2 separate regions of the Neogale vison genome follow, and region 2 is linked to region 1. Evidence: chromatin contacts called from public Hi-C data. All regions are on one chromosome and are shown on one strand. The core of a region is the stretch at or near the end of the contact, and the rest is flanking DNA. Distances in the headings are between cores, read along the strand shown. Region 1 holds the start of MAML2 (mastermind-like protein 2). Region 2 overlaps MAML2 (mastermind-like protein 2).

Region 1 (7,374 bases), core at 3,531-6,030:
CATTAGCACTGGCTTGGAGGTTATTGCATTGTTCGGGAAACTTGGGCTATTGAAAAAACTCAGACTTTATATATTTCTTGCAGCACAACAGCCCTCAGGTCGATGCAATCCCACAGACCAGAAGTTCCCCTGCCATCCACGTTCCAGTATTACTGACTTCACACTAGGCATTGTACTGGCAAATACGCAGCATACAGAGATTCCATCTGAGGATTCAGTGCATATTTGGTTTTAGATGACCAATATTTTCTCTCTCTCCCCACGAAAGGACCTTTATGGCCACTTATGGCTTATGGATTAACTCTTAAACCTTCAACACACCCAGACAGAAGTAAATCTGGTCATGCACACAGAAGTAAAATTAAGAAAGAACTCTGCCACTCATTCTGCGCAAAGTCCCCCTTCAAATTAATAGTGTCTCTGAAAATAAGAGGCGCCCATGTGAGGTGGGACCTGCCGATCTAATGTGCAGGGATGAATCAGTTCCCAGGGCCCAGGCCTCCCTTCAAACACAATGTTATCGGGTTCATACAGTACTTGCATCACCATCTCTGAGTACCATGCTGAGTAACAAAGCTCCAAATTTAGAAGCTAAAATGGAGAAGGGAATTTCCAATAACCAAAAAGGGGGTGGTGGATCAACCTTTGCAAAACCACACGTTTTCAATGGAAAGCAACCATCAGAAAGAAACTGTTCTTTTTAGTCCTAACTCACAGGGCACCTCTCCTCATCCCCGAGCTCGGAGAGGGGTCTCCTCCAAGGCAATGTTTCAGGAGGTGGCTGGTGGTTAGAAGGGAAGAATCAGACTCTCTCTCAGAACAGGAGTGGTACAACAGCCGCCTCTGGCTTCTGCAGCAGTAAGCCTTCCGTCCGGAAAGGCAGGACCCCCTCCTCTCACTTCCTCCCTGCATGGAGAGTGCTATCGTAAAGTTACAATAACCATTGAGGTTGGCTGGTTTCATTCTGCATCCCAAAGTCCCCCCTCTCCCGCCCCACCCCCAAAAGAGCCAGCCTCATTCTACTTCCACCGTGGAGAAAAAAAAAATCAAAAACGGCCATAAGCAGACATGCCACCTTCCCGGCAGAGGCCGAGATACGAGGGCCACCTCCAGTTTGGGCACCCCAGACAGATATCGGTCTTCTCCACTGAAAAAGGCTGAGCGCCTCGTCCCCTGTGTCATCTCCAGAAACACTTACCGGGAGACTGCGAAGTACACAAAGCGGTATTATTGGGAGACTTGCAGACAGATTATAAATTTACTAGGGACAATCAAGGCATTTAGATGCTTCTGGCTGCAGATGCCAGTGCCACACACACATACATACAAACCTCATTCTTCTCTCCCTTTGAGTGATTTCCCCACCCCCTACCCCCTCTGCCATTCACCTCAGCACCTCCCTTTCACAAAACAAACTCCCACTGCTCTCCTAGGGAATTCCAAGGAGTGGTGGGGATGGAACAGGTGGTAGGGAAGGGAAACTAGTCCTTGAAGCTCTAACAGGACGCCACAGGTCAACTGCATTCAAGGATGAGACAGCAAACACTGGGTAGTTCAACTGTTACTAGTTATTTTTCCTCTGGAGCTCATGCCAGGAAGTTGCAGTTCTAGGCAACCCAAGCAAAACGTGTGTGTGGTGGGGCAGATGACCACTAACCTAGCTTTCCCAGAACTTCTAGAACCTTCACCACACGCCCTGGCTAGATATAAGGGGGAGCCACAAAGAAGCATCCTATAGGCCTGGCTGGGGTGGGGAGAGGGGGTCCGCTCTCCAGAGCTCCTTTTCAAGCTCCTTTGGAAAAGGAGTTGGACGCACTGTCCTCCTCTCCTTCAGGCTTTTGGAGTACTTTTAGTCTCATATGGCTATTTCCTGTTGCTAACTTTCATTAGGGCTGGCTTAGGCAAGCCGGAGCGGTGCTGCGAGCAGACACAGAAGATCAAGGGCCCCACAGACCTCAGAAATGGAGGTGGCCTGCAGGGCTGCGGGGCAGGGTTCCACCTTCTACCCAGAGGCCACTGGCCTGGCAAATCCAGGGGAAGCCGGTGCATGGCAGGCGGTCACCTGACCAGGACTGGCACTGAGAACCAATGATTCAAGGGATACTCCCTCTGGGATGGGGTGTGTCTGTGCCTCTGAGGAAGAACTGCCAGCCAGAAACTTCAGTCAGAACTTTCAGGTTTGATGTCCTGTCACCAGGAGTGGCTGAAGACAAGGTACTTCCTAGAATGATAGTGCGTAAACGGCCCCTTCCGTGCCTGCTCACTGTCCTGAACGCTGTCAGCTGGCATGACCTGCCTGTGGTGCCCGGGAAAGGAAGCTCGGTGGGAGGGGGCAGTGGGGGCATCCCTGGGAAATCAGGGAGTAAGCCTCTCAGAAACATGCCCTCACCCGTCTTAGGGATGTTTCCCCACATTTCTCTTTCGACTGAGGGGACACTCATGGAACTTCTCTGTTAGAGATCGCCACTTACGGTCTCTTAACCCAAGAAGGGGCCACTTCAAAGGGGAAATGGGAAAAGCAGGAAAAGGCTTTGAGGAAGGTCAGCTGGACTGACAGGGGAATTCAGGCTGAAGCACGGCTTGTTGGGCCTAATCAGAGCTGGCTAGCCAGAAGAGAAGATCTGTGAGGGCAGGGCCTTCCTCAGCGGCTCACTCAGATCTTGCCAGGCTGTAGCCACTCTTGACTCCAGAGGGCCTCTGGGAAGCTCGGGCTTTCTACTTCCTAAGAGACAGCCTACGAGTGTAGGAATAGCCATGAATGAGCACCAGAGAACTTGAGGAGTAAGAGAGTAAAGCTGCACAGACTGCCTACCCGATGGCCTGGGAGGTAGCCAGGTAGTACCTCGGCCCTTTTCCTTGCTGTCCGCTCCCCCTCAGGCCAAGGCAAGCTCTACCCTCACAGAAGGCCAGCGGACCACAGCGAGAATCATGAGAAAAACCAGGTGCCTTACCGCAATCAGGGCTGAGTTCCTCTGGTCCCCAGGGGTTGAAGCTTGTGACTGCTGCTCACCGTCGATCCCACCACCGCCACCATTATTGCTACTGTTGAGCAGGTGCTGCTGGTGGTGATGGTGATAGTCTGGTGGGGGCGGTGGGGCTGCTGTCGCCGCTGCTTGAGAGGCTGCAGGAGGGGCAGCAGGGGGCGGTGGAGGGGCTGCCGTGGTGGCCGCAGTGGCAGTGGCCTTGGCGTGCTTGCCAGCCTTCCTTGCCCCCTGGCCATGCTGTACCAGGCTCAGGAGCTGCAAGGTGCTCTCTCTTTCCCGGTCTGAGCTCTCAGCCCGACCACGCTCATAGCGTCCTTCACAGCTCAGGTGGTGCTGGCGGCAGACGGCGATCCGAGCCCGGAGGCGCTCCACGATAGCACTGTGCACTCTCGGGGTGACTGAGCCCCCTCCAAGGAGCCCCGCCCCAGGGGCCCCCCCTAGCCCTCCTGTGGGGGCCTGTGGGGGCGCTGTGTCCCCCATCTTACTGGACACAATGCTGCCTCTGGGATGGTGAGGTGGAAGGAGGCTACTGCTGGCTATTGCAGGCAAGTCTGTTTTTGACAATGTGAGCTCAGTGTTCAGGGCCACATGAATAGAGGTCTTCAGAGGTTGGGGGGAGCCGTGGAGAAGGTGTGGGGGAGGGGAGTTAGTAAAAAGAGGGTGAGGAGACAGAGCAGAACCAGTCGCAGAGGATTAGTTGGAAACAAACCCTTATCAACTTACTCTAATTGCATTTGACAGCTCTTGAGAACTTGGACAGAGTTGGTGGGTTTTTTTTTCCCCCCACCAGGCTGACAAGAGCCCCTAGGTACTTTGTAAACACACGATCTGGGGGTTAGAGCAAGAATTCAGGGATTGTCAAGCCAGAGACAGAAACAGACAGCAAAGGGAATTGAGAGGAGTATTAATAGAGATTGGACTCCCCCTCACCTAGTTGTTTCAGAAAAATTTTTTATGGGGATGTTTCTGCAGAGAAACACATCTCTACCACGTCTATGTAACCTGCAGCCTTTACTTTTCTTCGGGTTAGGAAAAAAAGTGCTGTTTCAGGAAATTTTCAAAGGCAATGTTCAGAATGTACAAAAATCAAGAGAGGCTGTCTGTTGGCTTTTAATTTTTCCTCTCTTTCCCTTGGCTCCGGTGTTTTCTCCTCTTTGGGGTACTGTAGGATGTTGTCTTCTCCCAAAAGAGGGAGATAGCTTTTCAATTGTTAACAATGTCAGTAACTGGTCTTTTGGACCATGCTCTTTTCTTCAGCTAATCCAATCACCGGTAAAAATCCTCATTCCCTCTAAGGTTTCCTAGCCTTAAATGAAAGCAGTCTGAAGTCGCTAGCCACTGAGAGAGATCCTTCAACACATTTTTTTTTTTCTTTCCCGCTTACGCTTCTCACCCCCGGCGGCTCTATTCTAACACAGTATCAAGAGAGACAAACTCTTCCGAGAGTAATTTACAAACGATGGTCAAACTTACAAACTTCCAGCAAATTGCACCGAGTCATGTCCAGCCACTTTTCTGTCCACTTTTGTACATTCCATCCCCGGCCAGTGGATCTGAGGGTCTGGACTCGCAATAAGCAATGTGGTTCTATCTCCTGTATTGCTCCGCTTTATAGATGGAAAGAAAAAAAAAAAAAAAAAAGTAGCTTGTATTTTCCTTTCTCTTTCCCGTCTGTTGTTAGCCGCTTTGCTGACACTGGCTCCACTGCCCGGAGTCACGGCGGTACACAGGCTTTCATTGTGCTCCGATAGGAGAGGGAGAGAAAGAGAGAGAGTGAGACAGAGAGGGAGAAAGAGAGAGCCAGCAAGCTGCAGATGGGGGCGGGGGGAGGGGGCGGGCGGGAGAGCCGAGCGGCGGCTCCCTGGTGGAAGGCTGGTGTCACTGCACGAGTGAGTAATTGCAGCCGGGCGCGCGAGAAAGGGGAACGCAGAGGGCCTCCCAGTGGCCGAAGACGTAAATCCCACAGCCTGCGCGCGGCGCGTCTCGGCGGGGCTCCCGTAGCCTGACTTGGCCGAGTGGGGAAGGCTGGGGAAATTCCCCAACCCCTACCCATGTACTTCACCAGCTCTAAATGTTGAAGAAATTCCCGGTCAGGGAATGTATTTTCCCTTTCAGACCTACCTGACGCCCCCCTGAAGATATCATTTTCATTTTTCAATAGGTTGCAAAGGACACCATTGAGCACCCCAGCGAGAGCTGGGTGAGCACGGAGGAAATGCTCATTAGTATAATAAGGAAGGCGGGCGAGGATGTGCGTGTTGGGGGCGGGGGGCGGCGGGAGGGCAGAGGAAATCACATCGCTAGCCCACCCGGAAAGGGGAGGCCAGTGTCTTGTCTACCTGCCTGCCTGTTCTGTGCGTCTTTGGGTCAGTCAGCTTCGGTGATTACAAGCAATTCAGCAGGGGTAAATAAGATTTTATGAAGATGAAATCACCGGTCCCAGTTCTAGAAAAGAAAATGAAGGTTTTTCTTTGAAAATACGAGATGACTTATGACAAGTCACTGCAAGATCCCCGGCTATCTGGTTTACATATGCATGGAGAAAACTCAGTATGTAGCCGTGGAGTTTCAAGAAGTTTAGGTGAGCACAAAATTGGGATCCTCGGGACCATAACCATGCTGTGTGTCCTAACTCCCAAGTCACTTGGATTTGAGGTCTCGAGCAATGGGACTTCATTAATTTAAACGAATACTCCCACCGCAGTGACACGGCCCTTCTCCAAATTGACCTATGGAAAGAAATGAATGGGTAAAGTCCATGGAAACATGGTTAAGACTGGATTTATTTACGATTTAGTTCCCAATAGGCTGGTCTGCTTTAGTCCATTTTATTTTCACAAGTTCTGGAATATTTGTTTGGAGTTGGGGACAAGTATACTCTGATGGAATGTAACTTTTTTTTTTTTTTTTACTTTTCATTGGAACTTCTGTCCTTTCCAAGGCTAAGTTCCTCACTAGTTACGTGCGGAAAGGCAGGAATTTGTTTTTGTTAGGTATGCAGATTTCATGGGGAACTCTCTCATGAGGTGTCATTAAAAATTGAAGGAGTTTTGATCATTTTACATTTGATTTTTTTTTAAAAGTTGTACTCATTAGACATTATCTTCCATTATATGGGTACTTTATATTCAGCAATCATACTTGATAAAAGAGAAAATGCAACGTTTAAATTTAAAACACCCTTTACTGGACAGTGATGCCATAGCATTGATTTTCATTAGTAACTCAGAATCCTTAGTCAAAACCGTTGTTCCTTTCTGATACAAATTTTGATTTCCATGCTAGACAGGGACATACCTTAAAAACATGTCAAGCAGTTTAATAGATTTTTTACTATATTCAGCGGTGTATGTCACTTTTTTTAGAGTGTCTTTTATATATTTTTCCTTTACAGCCCATTAAATTCAAGCTGAAATCATTATGCACATCCTCATTTCCATTCACATCAGCTACTGTTTATTTAATCACTATTTCAGGCACAGCACTTCACATAGATCTCCCTTAATCCACAGTCTTGAAAGATATGTATTATTAACCTCACTTAGAAGTGAGGAAACTGAGGCTCCCAGAAATTAAACTCCTCGTTCCAGTTCATGTGACTAGGAAATAACAGCTCAGGGCTCTACCTCAACACCGATGGCAAACCTGTGCTCTCTTAACCACTGGGCTTGCTGCCTCAATATGGCAAAGCTGCAATTACACTCTAATCAGCTTGCTAGAGTCTAAGCCTCCAAGAAATGAGTAGTGAATAGAACCACCCATCTGAAGGTGGGAGCAGACAAGTGAGAAAGCATGGTCAATTATATCCAACTGCCAATAAAATAAACATTTATTTTGTTCCTCATTTCCCTCCCCTCCTTTTAATGGTATTGTTCTCTAACCCTTGTTTCTGTGTAGCCATATGAATTCTTTCAAGGATTGCTTTCCTTTTGCTTGTCCATTTTTGACTCATCATCTCTCCTAACATGGCTACTTAACACTAAAGCACCTAACACTACAGTAATAAATGCCAAGATCTAAACACTTCACAGACATGTAGGATTTTAAATTTACAAAGTATTTTTTGGTGTTAAAGCAAATCAATGATGTTGATGCTTATGATGATGATAAAATCATACAGCATGTCATAATGCCTGTTTGAGGTTAATTCAGTTTTTTCAACATTTCAATTTTCTTATGGACTCCTTGCTTTTGGCCCCCCAGTCCAGGCTCATTTCCGTTTCCTAACAGCTTGTCTCTCTGCCATTCTTTTGGTGTTACCGTATACCTAAAAAGCCTCTTGTAGTTTTCAAACACCCACTTATGAAGTTTGCTTGGTTGCAGTAACTGCAGACATCAGCAAAACTACTTTTACATTTCCTGATCAACAGTCAGAATGCTGTTCCAGTGG
Region 2 (7,374 bases), core at 3,407-5,906, 280 kb before region 1:
GTGAGCAAAACGTTCAAATCCCTGCATTCACAGAACTTACATTCTAATGGGGAAAGAACGCCATGCACATTATAATTACAGCATATATCAGAAAGCAGTAAGTTTGGTGGAGAAACGGAGTAAGGGAGATGAGTAGTATCGAGGGATGGGCTGCATTTTAAAAATTTTTATTGAAGTATAATAAACATACGGAAAAGGAGACACATCATTAAGGTCTCTGAATTTTCACACTCCGTGAAACCAGTGCGCAGAACCCACTCCAAATATTACAGGCAGAAGTACGGCTTGGACACTTCCAGTAACGAATTCCACCGCCAAAGGGAACCATTACCTTGCTTCCAATCACAGAGCTCAGTGTTGGCCTTTTTGTGCTTTTCTATAAATGGGATTGTGTATGATGTGCTTTTTTTTTCATCAGGTGCCTTTCCTTCAGCATTACATTTTATGAGCTACGTCCCTGTTGTCACATGTGATTGTCGACTAATCGTCCATCCTGATCGCTGTCTCGTACATTCCGGTGTGTAACTATAGACTTTCTCCTTTCCATTGCTGGTGGGCTTCTGGACATTTTCCGATCATTGGCTACTGCAACTTTACTGCCGTGAGCATTGTGATCCATGATGTCTGCGAGGGTGTGGATTTTTAAACAGGTTCATCAGGGTAGGGTTCATTAAGAAGGGGATTTTCAAGCAAAGCCTGGAAGGATCCAAGGAAGTGAGCCATGGTAACCTAGGGGCAGAGCAGTCTGGGCAATGAGAACGGTCATGAGGCGAGACTGTGCCTGATGTGTGAGAAACAGGGAGGAAGCCAAAGTAGCAGAGAGAGGGAGAGGGAGAAGGAGTAGAAAAAAGTAGTATACTTTCCCCCCCGAAATGTCTAAATCTGTTCTTTGTCCTTTCAGTTTCCAGTGTTTTCCTTGATCCAGGCGCTCCCCTTTTCCCCAGGACTGCACTGCCTTCCTGCAATGACCTGCGACCCCCCACTGGTTTTCCATGCTGAAGTCAGAGCAGCTTCTTAAACTCATATCTGATCGTGTTGCTCTCTTGTTAAAATCCCAGTGTGGTTCCCTGCTCAATGAAGTCTAAAACTTCCGTCTAGAAATCAAAATCCTTCACCACTGCCTCCCATCCTACCTTTTTTTATCTTGGAAGTCAGGCTTGTGTCTCTGTGAAACCTTTTCTCCATCTTGTTGACTGTGCTACAGAGCAAAAAGCAAAACCTTGCTAAGAGTATGCTGGTTACCAGCCAATTCTTAATACTCTCTAATCCACGTACAGCGTTTAATGCAGGGCTAGGTGTGCTGGAGGACCCGGCAAAGATCACCATCTTTTTCTCAGTCGGCTAACTTTGATTACTCGACTTATGTAACAACCTAGGGAGGGAGAGAGCAGCAATGAACGCTGATACTGTTTTGCAAGCAGAAACGCAAAAGATCAGACACGTTAGCAAATGGACTTGGGTTCTAACTAGCAAAACAGGCTTCCTGTCACAGACCGGGGAATGACTAAAGAGCACGGACAGGGAGGTCCAAGCAGAAGGCCCGATCCCGCTGTCCAGGAACAGAAAAGTACTTGAAAAGAAGGAGCAACATAAAGAAGCCTTATAAAAATCCTCGAGTGGAAGTGAGATGAAAACTTTGCCATCTGGGTTAGGGAGAAAAAGCTGTGAGGGCTGCCAAATGTACTTTAATGGTCATTGGTGGGAAACCTGCTTTTCCCATATACAGGGAAAGGATTCCAGAACGTATGCTACACACAGATGGCAAAGTACTTTGCATTTAATATAAAAATTTTCCCATCAGAGGAAGACCAGAATCAGTGAGAAATCCCTGTTAATTTCCTCTGGTTAAAACAACAATGAAAAGTAAATGGACAAGAGAATATCTGGTCGAATATTTCAGCAAAGAAAAACATATCTCAGGGGCAAATATTAGGTATCAGGCACCGAGCTAAGTGATCACAGTATCATACAGAAGTGACAAAGGCAGAGCATTTTCTTTCTAGGAACTCCCAGGTGAAAGGAGTAGGAAGGTATATAATAAATATCTCTAATAGGAAGAAAACCAAGGGAAGACTTCCAACAGAACCACTCAACGAAAGAATTCTATAAGTGGTGTTAGAAACTCTGAGACTGCCCGTTTACAGACTTAATTCACATAAGCAGACGGACGTAAGTAGCTATGCTGGCCAGGTGAGTGGCGGCCAGGGAACAAAGGTGGGTGTGAGAGAACCCCCCAAATCACACTTCCCCTCGCACCAGTGTGAAGGCTGAAGCCAAGGTCGAAATCCAAGACTGTTGCTAAGCAAGGGGCTAAACACGAGGCAGAAACCAAGCTGTGGGACCAGAAGAGGATCCACAAAATCAAGGGGCTCAGACTCCTGGGGTGGCTGGCTGGGCAAGAGGAAGACAGGTCTGAAAGAATTTGGGAGGCAGAATAGAGGTGTTTGCACCAGTTTTTCATGTGGCTGCTCTGATGTCCTAAGTACTCTGAAGAATAGGGAACAGAACACAAGCCTTATCTGTTATGCATGTAGGAGGTTATAAAGGTTCCTTGTCCCGCACTCCAGCCGCCACCCCCACCCCTATTTTTCCATTCCCTGGGCGCTGCCTGATTTGATTCCTAAATTCCACCATTCTTGGAGTACAAAATACCTCTCATGCTCTCCCTTCCTCCTTTTCTTATATACTATTTACTGAGTGTATATTATGCACCACGCATTGTGCTAGGCTTGGGAATTACTATTAAAAAATCATTACCCTCGGAAGGGTGAAACCTTCATCTCCACACATAGGGAGTTCTCAGTAAATAGTTTCTGAATGAACGCATGTGGTCATTAGCTGCTAACACCTTAGAAAGGATGGTGATCGCAAGCCAGGAGGGAGTGACAGAGCAGGTGTGGGAGAGGGTGTGCAAGCATCTGGCTGCTGAAAGAAGGTGACCAAGAGGAAAAGAGGTGTCTTGGTACATTTGTCCCTATGATTTTGTTCAGAGCTGAATCTCGGTCCACTGTTTGCAAATGAGCGGTGTTAAGGGGAAAAAAATGCCATTTGAGTTCTTAAAGAGGAGATTTTGCCCCTTCATCCACTATAACAAGAGGGCTCTTTTTCCAGATGAGAACATCAGGATCACTTTCATGAATTGGGTATGGAGGCTCCTGGTGTGATTCTCTCGGTCCACGAACACCCTCTGGTCACGACCATGATGATGCAGTTCCAGAAGTTTTGCCCACACAAGAGCAGCTGGTTAAGGGAGTGAGTATGGGCTGAGATAGATCCAGCCCCGCTTCACCAAAGCCTTGCACCAGGATGGAGGGGAGGGGAAGGGAGGTCAGTACGCCCCGAAGACGAGAAACCTTTTTCTACTTTTCTCAGGGTGGTTCTGTCTCTGGAGGTTTTCTCTTGCCTTATGGATGTCATGGGTCACCGATATGGAGCAAAGCTAGTTTTGTTCCTTAGGTTCTCTTAATTGTTGAATGTGGAACAAAAAGCCACTCTGGGTCTACAGATTGCAGAACTCTGTCTCTGCGTGCACATGTGGGATTTGGAGGAGTGGGCGGTGTCTGCAAATTCCAGCAAAGAGAGCAGGGCAGGGGCTGAAGACCCCGGGGTGAATCCCTGCCCCACCACTTCCTCCCTGTATGACAGTGGGACGTCCCCTCTTAGCCCTAGCGTCTTCATCTGTGCAGTGAAGGGTGTGGATTAGGGAAACTCTGCGGTCCCCTCCAAACTCAGATATCAATGACCCACTGCAAATGCCACCAAAAAAGGTGCCTTTACCCTTTCAACACTCCTTTCTTGCCGCAAATAGCCAGTTTCAAAAAAGTTGCCCACCCGCGCAGCATGAATAAGCTGGGATCAGAGTTGACCAGTTACATTAGGCAAACACAGTGAGAGAATTTACCTTCTTGATTCCTCTGGAAAGTAAGTCAAAGATTCAAAGTGTTCATCAAAAGCTACCACACAAGAGGGAATGCAAGAGAAGGATTTGGTGTGTGTGGTAAGTCTCTTTAGGGCTGGCCCAAAAATCTTGATTCAGTCTAAATCTTAATTTATGCACTGGGTCACAGAGGGTACCAGAATTCACCAAGTGTAAGGAGTATTTTGTCACTCAGATAGCCGAGTTAAACAGAAAATACCCTCCAAATGGGTAAAACTTCCTTGTAGAGCCCCGAAGATAAATCAAACCAGAAAACTGGTGACCTACAGAAACATTTGGCTGCCAAAGTGATGTAACGATGGGAATTTTTCCCTCTTAACCTTTTGCTGCCCCCTCTCTCTTTTTCTCCCAGTCAGCATACTTCTGGCTTTTTTTTTTTTTTTTTTCATTTCTGTTATTGTGTTTGGTTTTGCCTTTGGCTTTCTCTTTTCCTCAGCCTCATTTCTGAACGAAAGGCTGTTGAACCGCAGAATTTACTTTCAAAAAAACGGAACGATTTCCTTCTCCTTCGTCTTAGCTTGCCTCCCGCCATGCCAGCAGGCAGCGCTGCTTGGTAAGAGAAGCTGGCAGGAGCACAGCTCTGGGGTTGGGGAAGGAGGAGGTAAAGCGAAGGGGGCAGGCAGGGGGCAAGAGAGAGGAGTCTGACCAGCCCAGGTGAGGCAGAGGCAGAGCTAATGAGAAGCATATGCCACCAGCCATTTTAAAGGTTGGCTTGAGCCAAGGGAAGTGATGAATTGCAAGAATGTGTTGTCTTCATAGCCGGAGAGCTGGCAGAAATAGCCTGGCTAGAGGACTAGGATCGAAGTTTTCTTTTTTTTTTTAAGAACTCAGGCTTAAAAATACATTTCTCTTTGTCAGCAAAATGCTCTCGTTTCAAAACTATGAATGGTAGACTACATCTGTCAGACGAATGCATTCCTTGCACCTCGACATTTCTAAGATGCAACTTACCTTCAAATTAAGAGATTAATGCTTCCCCAAAATGGACTGATGTGATAGCACAGCTCTAAGTTACTTAGAACATTTCAGTACATAGGACAATCTCAGCCCCTGGATTTGCGGAGCAAACTGTTTTCTGTGCGAGGTCCCTGAGGAGGGCAGGTAGACTCTGAGCACGGATCCGAGAAGAGTTGGTCTTCCTTTCTCTTTTTCTCCTGATTACTTGTAAAGTATCTTCTAAGGGCCAGGGTCTGCTTAGAGGAAGATACAGTAGAGAAATGGAATCCAGATCATAACCCCCAACATGGATGCCCTTCAGACCAGCCAGGATGATTACAGAGGTCCTACTTCAGGGGTCTAGATTCAAGCTCTCTTGAAATATGTAGTTCCCAGAATCACAGCCCCCTACTTTCCAACAATGAATGTGTAAGGTCTTACTCTTGAGAAAGAGCTCAGCCCACGCCCAGGTCAGAACCTCACAAGGACAAGGGAATGTGTAAGTTGCAGCTTTCAGAAGAAGTTGACCCAAATTTGTCATGGACACCTTCTACCTGCCTTTTTTTTTTTTTAAAGATTTTATATATTTATTTGTTTGACAGATCATAAGTAGGCAGAGAGACAGGCAGAGACAGAGAGATGAGGAAGCAGGCTCCCCGCTGAGCAGAGAGCCTGAAGCAGGTCTCTATCCCAGGACCCTGGGATCATGACTTGAGCCGAAAGTAGAGGATTTGACCCACTGAGCCACCCAGGCACCCCATCTACCAGCCTCTTCACCTCTACTTTCTAGTCCTGTTGCTCGTGGCTATTCAGTTCTCAGCAAAGTGATAGGAGTAGGGTGTCCTCATACTTACTGTTCACTCCTGTTTTCCCTGGTGCTCGGTGTGGGGCCGGCACGTTTAACATCTAATCAAATAGTTACAGGATGAATAAATGAATACTTTCCCCCCAGATGCCCTATTCAAAATTTCCTTTCAGTTTCTTGTTAGTCAACCAGATCACCCCTCCACCTAAACTCCAAGCAATTTTAGGTCAAATCCTGGGTCTGGCATCTTATAATTAGAAACCTTGGGCCAATCGTCTCATTCTCTGCCGGCTTCCTCACTTTCAATGGGATTAATTAAACTCACTCTACAAGTGTGCTTTGAGGATTCAGCAGATAATGGAGAACTTAAATAAAACACCTAGCCCATCTCTTGGCATGTAGTGAGTGTCTGAAGGATACTGATTAGGTCCTTTTCCATCCATTCCTCCTGATGGTCTTCATCAAGCATCAGCAAAAGGCTGGTTAATAGAAGTCATGCTAAGGTATGAATGAGGAATGGGTTTAGTTTTTCTAGCCCATAGGAGAAAAAATGGAAATGGGAGGTAGGATCGTTTTGAGAAGCTGGGACTTTTCACGGTTTCCCTCCACTCTGTCCTACCTCTATTCTCTGGGTTTTGCTTGGATAGTCAGTCCACTCCGGTTACCCCAGCATTCCACACTGGGGGTCCTAACGGGGTGCCCCACATCTAAAGGTTGCTAACGTTCATATATACTGCAGTTAGTATTATTTAATAGCAAGTTAATAGAAAAAAAAGAAAGCTAGATTGAGAAATAAGAATGTATAAAAATCAAAATGCATTATCAGATTACATGATTAAAGAAAACAAAATAAATACCTGTTTTTTAAATAACAAATAAATAAATAAATAACATAGAAAAACAAATAAATAAATAACGAAGAAAACCTTTGTTTTCTTTTGATGTCCCCAATAAATAACGCTTAGGAGGATGAAACCATTCTCATAAAATTCCCCCTGTAATGAAGGGATAAAGAAGATGTGGTATAGATACAAGGTAATGTACTCAGACAACAGAAAAATGAAATCTTGCCATTTGCAGCAATGTGGATAGAACTAGAGGTTATTATGCTAAGCGAAATAAGTCAGTCAGAGAAAGACAATTATCATGTGATCTCACTCATATGTGGAATTTAAGAAACAAAACAGAGGAGCATAGGGAATGGGGGAAAACAAGGCAAAATCAGAGAGGGAGACAAACTATAAGAGACTCTTAATCACAGGAAACAAACTGAGGGTTGTTGGAGGGGAGGTTGGTGGGGGGCTGGGAAACTGGGTGATAGACATTAAGAAGGGCACGTGATGTAATGAGCCCTGGGTGTTCTATACAACCAATGAATCACTGACCTCTACCTCAGAAACTAATAATACACTATATATTAATTAATTGAACTTAAATTTAAAAAAAAACACAAAAAATCTACTCTGTATTTTCTATAAAACTCATCTTTTGTACTCTAAATCAGACAGGATGAAAATGATTCTAAATAACAAAATTTTCTTACACATGTAGGCCATTTTATTTAGGCAACTGTTTCCTACGAGAATGTCTTAAGAGGAGTTGAAAGAAAGAAAGTAAATTATACAATTTTATTAAATATACCTTCACTGAAAAATTGTATGATTGAATGGATTTCTTCAGGTTTCCCAAAGAAAGG

What was found. Hi-C and Micro-C count contacts between places; a contact is called where the count stands out from the background.
Region 2: a contact with region 1 is called in a Hi-C map of fibroblasts, with 4 times the contacts expected there. The contact joins the enhancer-like site here to the promoter of MAML2 in region 1. A contact is called at or near these places in 2 of 3 Hi-C or Micro-C datasets (fibroblasts and muscle).

Annotation. Positions count from the first base shown.
Region 1 is chr7:129,228,795-129,236,168 of ASM_NN_V1, reverse strand. MAML2 (mastermind-like protein 2) reads right to left here and starts at 4,780. Exons shown (of 5, transcript XM_044258264.1): 1 at 2,952-4,780. The coding sequence starts at 3,464.
Region 2 is chr7:129,511,288-129,518,661 of ASM_NN_V1, reverse strand. The region is part of intron 2 of MAML2 (mastermind-like protein 2); the gene reads right to left. Among named protein-coding and RNA genes, the nearest start is that of MTMR2, 92 kb to the left of the region's middle. Within about 2 kb of position 4,656, the one cell type or tissue checked has open chromatin away from gene starts, as enhancers often do. A contact at or near this core is called in fibroblasts, where this site is marked.